Linked DNA regions of Zea mays: all the other regions are linked to region 2. Evidence: chromatin contacts called from public Hi-C data. All regions are on one chromosome and are shown on one strand. Each heading gives the region's core, a stretch centred on a gene start, on an enhancer-like site or on the middle of the called end of the contact. The rest is flanking DNA. Distances are from core to core; before and after follow the strand shown.

The links. A called contact is a pair of places that touch in the nucleus more often than the background predicts.
Region 1: a contact with region 2 is called in a Hi-C map of endosperm, with 2.8 times the contacts expected there. The contact joins the promoter of LOC100283809 here to the promoter of LOC103629953 in region 2. A contact is called at or near these places in 2 of 25 Hi-C or Micro-C datasets (endosperm and tassel).
Region 3: a Hi-C map of tassel shows a contact between it and region 2, with 2.5 times the contacts expected there. The contact joins the promoter of LOC109940203 here to the promoter of LOC103629953 in region 2. A contact is called at or near these places in 2 of 25 Hi-C or Micro-C datasets (bundle sheath and tassel).

The regions. Positions count from the first base shown.
Region 1 is chr6:126,045,669-126,048,368 of Zm-B73-REFERENCE-NAM-5.0, forward strand. It overlaps LOC100283809, which reads left to right and starts at 1,253. Exons shown (of 3, transcript NM_001156707.2): 1 at 1,253-1,488; 2 at 1,568-1,673. The coding sequence starts at 1,332.
Region 2 is chr6:125,776,219-125,778,918 of Zm-B73-REFERENCE-NAM-5.0, forward strand. It overlaps LOC103629953, which reads right to left and starts at 1,278. Exons shown (of 9, transcript XM_008651051.2): 1 at 1,096-1,278; 2 at 823-992; 3 at 673-735; 4 at 516-535; 5 at 352-396. The coding sequence starts at 1,180.
Region 3 is chr6:126,216,083-126,218,782 of Zm-B73-REFERENCE-NAM-5.0, forward strand. It overlaps LOC109940203, which reads right to left and starts at 1,445. Exons shown (of 4, transcript XM_020539470.2): 1 at 1,281-1,445; 2 at 1,073-1,209; 3 at 667-748; 4 at 1-310. The coding sequence starts at 1,085. The coding sequence ends at 31.

The DNA of each region.
Region 1 (2,700 bases), core at 3-2,502, 270 kb after region 2:
GAGCGAAGATAAGCCCCTCACGGACGCACGAGCGCATGGCCTTCAACCCTGTTCGCCGAGGCCCCACACTGCTTTCTTGTTCAGGTGTAAGTGCAAGCCAGGCGACCAGTCAGCAATCGTGTGAGTGTGTGTCTGTGTGTCAGCAACAGTAAGCCAGGCAAGTGTTTACAAGCCATGCATCCAGCAAGGAGCATTGGAGCAAGTCAGCAACAACAAGCAGTAATGGCTTTGGCGTGTGACTATGTGAGTGTGACGATGTGTTATACTCCCTCCGTTTCTTTTTATTTGTCGCCTAATAGTTCAAATTTGTACTAACGGACGACATATATTAAGGAACGGAGGGAGTACAATACTGGTGAATTGGTGACCTGGTATGGTGGATAGGGGTCACATGACAGGTGATCAGGCATAGTGGCGTGTTGAGTGTGTTGCTGCTGCATAGTGCAGACTGAAATGAAGGTATGATATTATTGAATGCTGAGACTGAGTATAGAGTGAATTGAAGTATCGAGTGTGTGTACAGCAAGCCAGCAAGCTTACTCTTATGGAGTTATGGTTCTGTGTGTATGCTGCCTGCTGGATGTTTTTTCTTTGAATTATGAGCTACACTTTTGGTATTATATAATGCTCTATGGCTGTATACTGTGTTGCAAACTATAATTACAGTCTATAGTTATGGTGTGTGACTTTGTGTCCTGTGCAGCAAGCTATAATTTCATTTTATAGTTATGAACTTTCAATTTGTTCATGGACTATGATTGCTGCATTTTTTTTATTCTATTTGTAGTTTAGTTTTTTTTTATGAAGCCGAGTAGATAGCTCACGAGCCGGCTCACGAGAGTCGAGCCTCATTGGCGAGCTCGCCAAATCACTGAGCCGGCTCAGCCCAACAATATATGCCCCAGTTTGTTTCAGCTTTTTGCAGCTTCTGGCCACCAAAAGTTGCTACGGACTGCCAAACGCGTCAGCTTTTCAGTCAGCTTCTATAAAATTTGTTTAGATAAAAACTATTCAAAATCAATATAAACATATAATCGGTTGAGTTGTTGCAATAGTAGGAATCCGTCACTTTCTAGATCCTGAGCCCTATGAACATCTTTATCTTCCTCCGCACATAATCCTAATAATACTCAGATTCTTCCCACAGCCAGATTATCCTCACAGCCAGATTCTTAGAAAAGCTGGTCAGAACACAGCTGAACCAAACATGGCCCACGTCATATCGGGAGATTCAACACGCTATTTGTGACTTGTGAGAGCAAACCACACCAGTCACCAGCCTCATTGCCTCAACCCCAAACCAATCCGTCGCAGACACTCAAGGTCGCAGGATGCCGCCGCCGCGTGAGCACCACCAGCCCCAGGACGAAGAGGACGACGATACCGCAGGCGTTGTCAAGCTCATCAGCGCCGAGGGCTTCGAATTCGTTGTTGACAGGAAGGCCGCCATGGTCTCCAACACCCTCCGCAACATGCTCACATCCCCAGGTAGGGTACTCTTCACCTCTTCCATTCCCATCAGCGCGCCGTCCTCGCATCACATCCATCCCTCTCGTCTTCCCCACAGGCGGCTTCTCTGAGACGCGCCAGGGCGAGGTCCGCTTCCCAGAGATCCCCACCAACATCCTCGAGAAGATCTGCCAGTATTTCTATTGGTCGCTCCATTACTCCAGGTTCCTATGCTTACTTTCCACTTTCGACAATCGTCATCTTCTTTCCCCTTTCAGGCTTTCACCTGTAAGACAATAGCCCGCTTGTTACTTTTAGGCAGCCATTCACAGATTGCTTAACCAGTGAAATCTGTCATGGATTGATGCTATTTAGAATCTGTACTACGTTTTTCGGCTCTCCCTCTGCCCCCATTGTTCATTTATGAGTTCTGCAGTAGTTTCGTTTGCTGTAATAAATGCTTATACTAGTTCCTAAATGCCTAAAACTTCAGAGCAAAGGGCTTTCCGATGGATTTGATTTTACCCTCGGTATTCCCGCCACAGTTAGTGTTTAGGATAAAACAAAATATTTGCATCTAATAATCTAGTGAGAACCAGCAACTTCCATCATTCCATGGGTCTTTGTTGGAGTTCACATATTCTCATTGGGAATTATATCCACAAGAATTTGACACATGGCCCATCAGAAGATGGCCTTACTATGTTTTGTAGCATGCATCACTGTTCTGTCTTTTATGTCAATTGTTCAGTGGTTCAAAACACACAAGCGCGAGAATTTAGAATTTCACCTTCTAACGCAACAACTATTAATCTGATTTTAGAATGTTCTTCCACTTTTTTACCTAACTGTTCACATGGTATGATTAGTGTGACCTATTCAGAGAATGCAGAGCTGATTGCATCTTGTCTTATCTTTCTTTACTCTTCTTCTGGCTGGTGATTTACTGTTCATGCTTGTTAGAGTGTGTGTTATGTATGTGTAGGTGGGCTGGCACCGCTGTTGGGCTGCCGGCCTATTAGGGTTAGGGTTTGGGTTTCCCCTAGGTCTATATATATGTAACCATCCTCTATGCAATACAATAAGGGTTTCACAAATTCTTACATGGTATCGGCTAGGTTCACCCCTTCTCCCTCCCAACTCTCAGCCGCCAGCACCCCTACAGCCGCCGACCTCCTTCCCCACAGTTACCGCGCTGTCGTCCCCAGGAGACTCATCCTTCCCTCCCGGGGGCGGCACCCCCATTCAAGC
Region 2 (2,700 bases), core at 28-2,527:
CAAAATTGAAACTTACAAAACAAGTTTTAGCCAGCAAGCAAATCTAAATTGATGAAAAATTTAAAAAGTAAAAGCAGAATGTAATAAGAATCTTAAAGTGCCCTCTTAGTGCAATGTCATGACTCTTGCGAACACCTCTGATACACGTCCCATATAAAAAATTTCACCACTGTGCTCCCTTGTCTCAAGTATTTTGAGAATATCCAAACAATACATCATATCCTTATTATACAGAGGTAGTTACTGCCATTCTGCCAACACCACTATAGGCAAAGCCGAAAAACATAGATGCAACATCAGTTATAGTTTGTTTTATGATTGCATCAAACAACAAAAGAAGTCATTTCATACCTTATCTTTGCGTTCATCTCATACATCTTGCTAATGAAGTCTTCTCTGCAGCAGTGAGGGAAAGTATAACCATGACCAGCAGAGAGAAACAATATTTAGTACAGGACAATACATATGGGATATTTTGTAGAGCAACAAGGCATTAGATAGTTCATATTACTCACCTCTCACTGTCTTCCTTGCTCTTTTGGAGCAAATTCGTCAAGCACCAACAGCCGATCCATTCCAATTCGAACCACAAACCAGAATGAGAATAAGTTAATTTAATACTAAAGTAACAAAGGACCCAAATAAATTCGCTGCGAATTATGATGCTCTAACTTTGAGCGCGTCCAGATCAGTGCTGGCCTTCGAGATCTCCTCATGGAGACACGAGATCGTCGCCTAAACGCACCAAAGTAGTTCGGGTCACGAAAATTGGGCATAGCAAGCGTGACAATTCGTCAATTTAAAGGCGAGACGAGGAGAAACCTCTAGCGCAAGGATGGAGTCGGCGGCGATCGCGTCTTGCACTTGGCTCCCGCGAAACTCCTGCTCCGCAGCCTCCCGCGCGCGCTTCGCGGCGTCGAGCTCCGCCGCGGCCACGTCTGCCGCGGCGCGCGCATCAGCGAGGCGCCGCCTGAGGTCGGACACCCTGCGCTCTGCGCGCACGCCAAGCGGGAGACGGCGGAGCGTCCGATCAACCGCAGACGCGCGAAAAACCTAGTGCCTCCGCGCTCGGCGCGGGAGAAGTTGGGTGCTTACCGCCGTGCGATTTCTCGTAGGCGAAGTCGCGGATGATGGAGAGGAGCTGCTTCGGGGTGTCGCCGCCTGACGCCGCTGCAGCCATCGGCTCCGTGGAAGGCTCTTCTGGAGCTTCTGGAGAGGCTCAGCTCAGAAGGGAGGTTTGTTTTTTCTTTTCCCGCCGGGAGAGGAGATCAGAGATGGTCGAAGAAGGAATGGGCTCTCGGACAATTGACGCTTCAGAGGGGTTTTAAACAGTTTAGATGGGCCTCAAGTCTTCGACATGCATGACCCTCAGGACGAATGAAGACATTTGGCAGCCCAACACGGGCTGTAAAAATATACGACAGGGAGGCCCCTTCGACCTGCAACCCAGTAACAGTTTGAGAGGTAGGCGAGCGAGGATAATTTTGAGCTTCGGCCCAAACCGAGTCTTCCTTTGAGCGGTTTTTGCCTCTAAATAACCACCGAGTCTAGATTTTATCCTCAAACTCTACATAAATTTAGATATAAATTGTCCATCTTCAGATCTTAAAATGATTTATAAGTTACGCATTCCCGGTTAGAAACAAATTCATAGATGGTTTCATACAAATATAAAAATATCTAAAAATTGGAAGAAAAAAAATCTAAACACTTACACCTATATTTCAAATTGTAAACCGCTCTGACATTTTAGTATGTCGTGTTTTATACACATAAATATATACTATGTACAAATATGTTATAAAAAATATGTAACTTGGAAAACCAAAACTATTTCCAATTTAGAACTAAAAAGAGTATTAAATGTTGTAATGCTTCTCATAATAAAACTACGATTGCTATGTATAAATATGCTATAAAAGTTATGTGTCTATAAAAAAAAGCCAAAGCTACTTTTCATTTGGAACGAAGAGAGTATTAAGATAGTGTTCGGTTACGGAGCCACATAGGATGGAACAACTATGTCTCAGGGAGCGGTTTTTGTCCGAGAGATTTTGGGGAGCCAAATAGTCTTATATCTGAGCGTAATTTTCCTATTTTTAGGTTCACTCCGCCCTTCAGAGAATCGATCTAAACAAAAATAAATTGGGAGCGGGGCGACTCCGTCTCCACCATACTTTAGAACCAAATGTTACCTAAAATGTCTTGATGTCCCTCATGATAAAACTATGATGTGAAACATCGTGAACGCAACGCACATTTAGAGATTGTGAAAATATGTTTAGAAGCTTCCAAATATTAGATTTAGCTATAAGATAATATAAAAAAATAGAAAAAATGTAAAATATTCAAAACAGTGTCCTAACCTATTTTAAAACATGGGATGCAACTAGCATAAATGCGATAAATTTAGGTGTAGTCGAGGTTTGTAGTTTGTACAATTTGAATATATATATATATATATATATATATATATATATATATATATATGTGTATATATATATAGTTTTTAGGAGCTATAAGCTCATTAATATTTTGAATTATACAATATGTGAAATAAAAAAATCATGATGCAATTTACATGTACGGAAAAAGATATTTCCAAGAGCAATGATTTTTTCATCGATAGAAGAAAATCATAATCTAGCATAAAGTGGTGAACGTTTTGGTGAGAATATAAACAATGAGGAGAAGAAGAAG
Region 3 (2,700 bases), core at 195-2,694, 440 kb after region 2:
ACACTTCGATCAAGAGACAGATCATACTGGCTAGTCTTGCACAACTCTCTCGGTCCTACTACTGCCTACGCGATGTGCCCTGAATTTCGTCGTCGCGTGCTGCACGGCTTTGGCCCGGCGCGACGGAGACGTGGAGCTCTGATCTTGGTCGCAGGCTCGCAGCAAGGCAGGCGCCAGGCAGGCAGGAAGGCCGGCCTCACGAGGCACATTCTTCTTGTTCCAACTTCCGAGAAAACAAAATACCCGAGTAAACTGTAGCAGTCCAGGGTCCAGACCAGAGGGAGCCTCCGTCATTGTTCCAGTCCAAACCCTGCGCGACAGGTATATTGCAGGTCACAACTGTAGCCCTTCGCCACCAAAAAGAAAAAAAAAAGAGTCTCATACTGTAGTGTAGCTAGCTGTGTGTCTCAACATGAGGGTATACAGTCAGCTACCCAGCAGCAACGGCATCCATATTAGGCAGAACACAAACCTACGACGAACACTTCAAATTAAAGGGGGACGCAATCACGCAAAGGCAGTGACTTGTACGGCTCCCCGTCTTGCTCCTTATTGGCCCGTCATTACGGCACGAGTTCCTTCCATCAGAACTATTATACCAACATCGAAACGCCCGGCTGAACTGTACAAACAAGGGAATTCTTCTAGCTCCAGAAAGTTACATACAGTTGACTGGACTCAGTTCTGGTTCCTTCCGACAAATTGAAGGGCGCTAGCTGCTTGGTTGTCAACTTGGCTTGCCACCTCCCTGCATGACAGGCAACGCATAAAAGTAAGCACATCTTAGAATCTAAACCCAGCGGTTGAATACACCACCCTGACCGCATTTGACACGGTGCTTCAGGATACGTTCTGAACATGAACTGCAGTTGACGAGGTCTATGAAACGAGATCTCTTTCACTGACCACAACCGCAGATCACACCCAAGTTGGAAGGGATGAAACCCTGTCAAGCCAACCTGGTTTCGTCTGAACCTTCACCGCTTATACACAAGTGTGTGTGTATATATAGCTCATGAATTTCCAGCAGGAGAGAGAGAGAGAACTGGCAGGAGCGAGCCCACATACATACCTGGACAAGTCATCAGCTGACGAAAAATGTGCACACCACCGACGGCCTTGCCATGGTTCCAGTCTACATTCGATCTCTGCTCCAGTTTGAACTGTCGTCCGTGGTGCTGGAGTTCTCCTTTTTTTGCTGGTCCTGCCCTGCAGAAGATGAGCTCACACGTTACTCCTGGGATTTTACAACGTTTGAACATGATACAGATTTTGCTCACCTGTATAGGGAGAGAGCTGTGGCCTGTGTACTGCTGCATGAGTTGTCGCTCTGAGGCGTGATTTGTGTCAGAAGTGCACCCAAACTAACAGCGATGATGTTCAGTTTGTTGACATTTGGAAGGCTAAGACTCTGGTATGTAGCTCTGACATCCACATGAGAATTTTCTTACGGTACCTCGCATGCACAGCTCTTGGAAAGTAGGCAAACAAGAGAAGAAAAATTTTCTTGTTTCAGTCTCTTAACTGTACGGTGTACAGCACCTCTTCCAATTTCTTGAGTTAGGCCTAACATCAACATGAGCTTAGGCTATCTCCAGCAGCTTACTCATCCCCGTACCATATTCAAACTCTAATCTACGAACAATGCAGTATACAGTGCACAACGGTACAAAACAGAGTTTTGGTTGACTATATAAGTGAACTGCTTGACACTCTTATTAAATTGTAACTATTCAGAAGCTCTGAGTTATGCTTGGAAGTTTGCACATAGGCTTTGCTAATAGAAGTGTGGCCAGGCTGCAACAAAACAGTACACCATCTGCGATGTCGCCATCGCCGCCACACAGGAACGTCGGTCCCTCGCCGCCACCACAGTACACTTTCCCGGCAGCCACGTGCAAAAGGGCGCAACAAAACAGCCTAGCATATCTGTACTAACTATTAAGGACGCATTGTAGACTGCCCCCGCCTGCGCGAAACGCCCGTCGCTCCGCCTGCCCGCCGCTCCTCAGGCTCCGCGAATCCCACGCCTCCCCCCGCCGCGAATCCCGCCACCACCCGCAGCCCGCCCGCACCCGGCCTGCCCGCCGCTCCTCAAGCTCCCGCGAATCGCCCGCCGCTCCTCAAACTCCGCGAATCCCGCGCCTCCCCCGCCGCGAATCCCACCCGCACGCCCGCCCGCACCCCGCCTCACCTCTTCCGGCAGGTACGAACTGTTCTCCTCTGTTGCCATTGCTCGGACCACAAGTTCTTGAGTGTTAGGGTTACTTCCTTGCCTTCTTCCTCATGCGCCCCTCCACCATTGGCTTCTTCCTCGCGTGCCTCCCCTCTCCCTCCATTATTTGGGACTGGATGGTCCCAGACGGCGCTCCGCAGGCTACATGCCGACTGTGGGGCACGTTCAGCTTCTCAAAGTCGTTTGTGTGGTACCCAGGATGCATCGGCGCCGTCCAAAGTCTCTGCTTCTTCCCTGACAGCAGGTTCCGAAACGCGGCTGAGGCTGCCGACTTCGTGCACATACACCGGGTATAGAGGGAGGTGGATGTGTTCGAGGAGGTGGTCGGCGCCACGTTCAGGCCCAACGGCGAGGCGCTGTTCGTAAGCATCGCAAACCGCATCTACTATGCTCCACGGGCGGGACCTGTCGCCCCCATTGCCTCTCCTCAGCAGTTCCTCCTGTCAACATCTATTGTTTCGCCA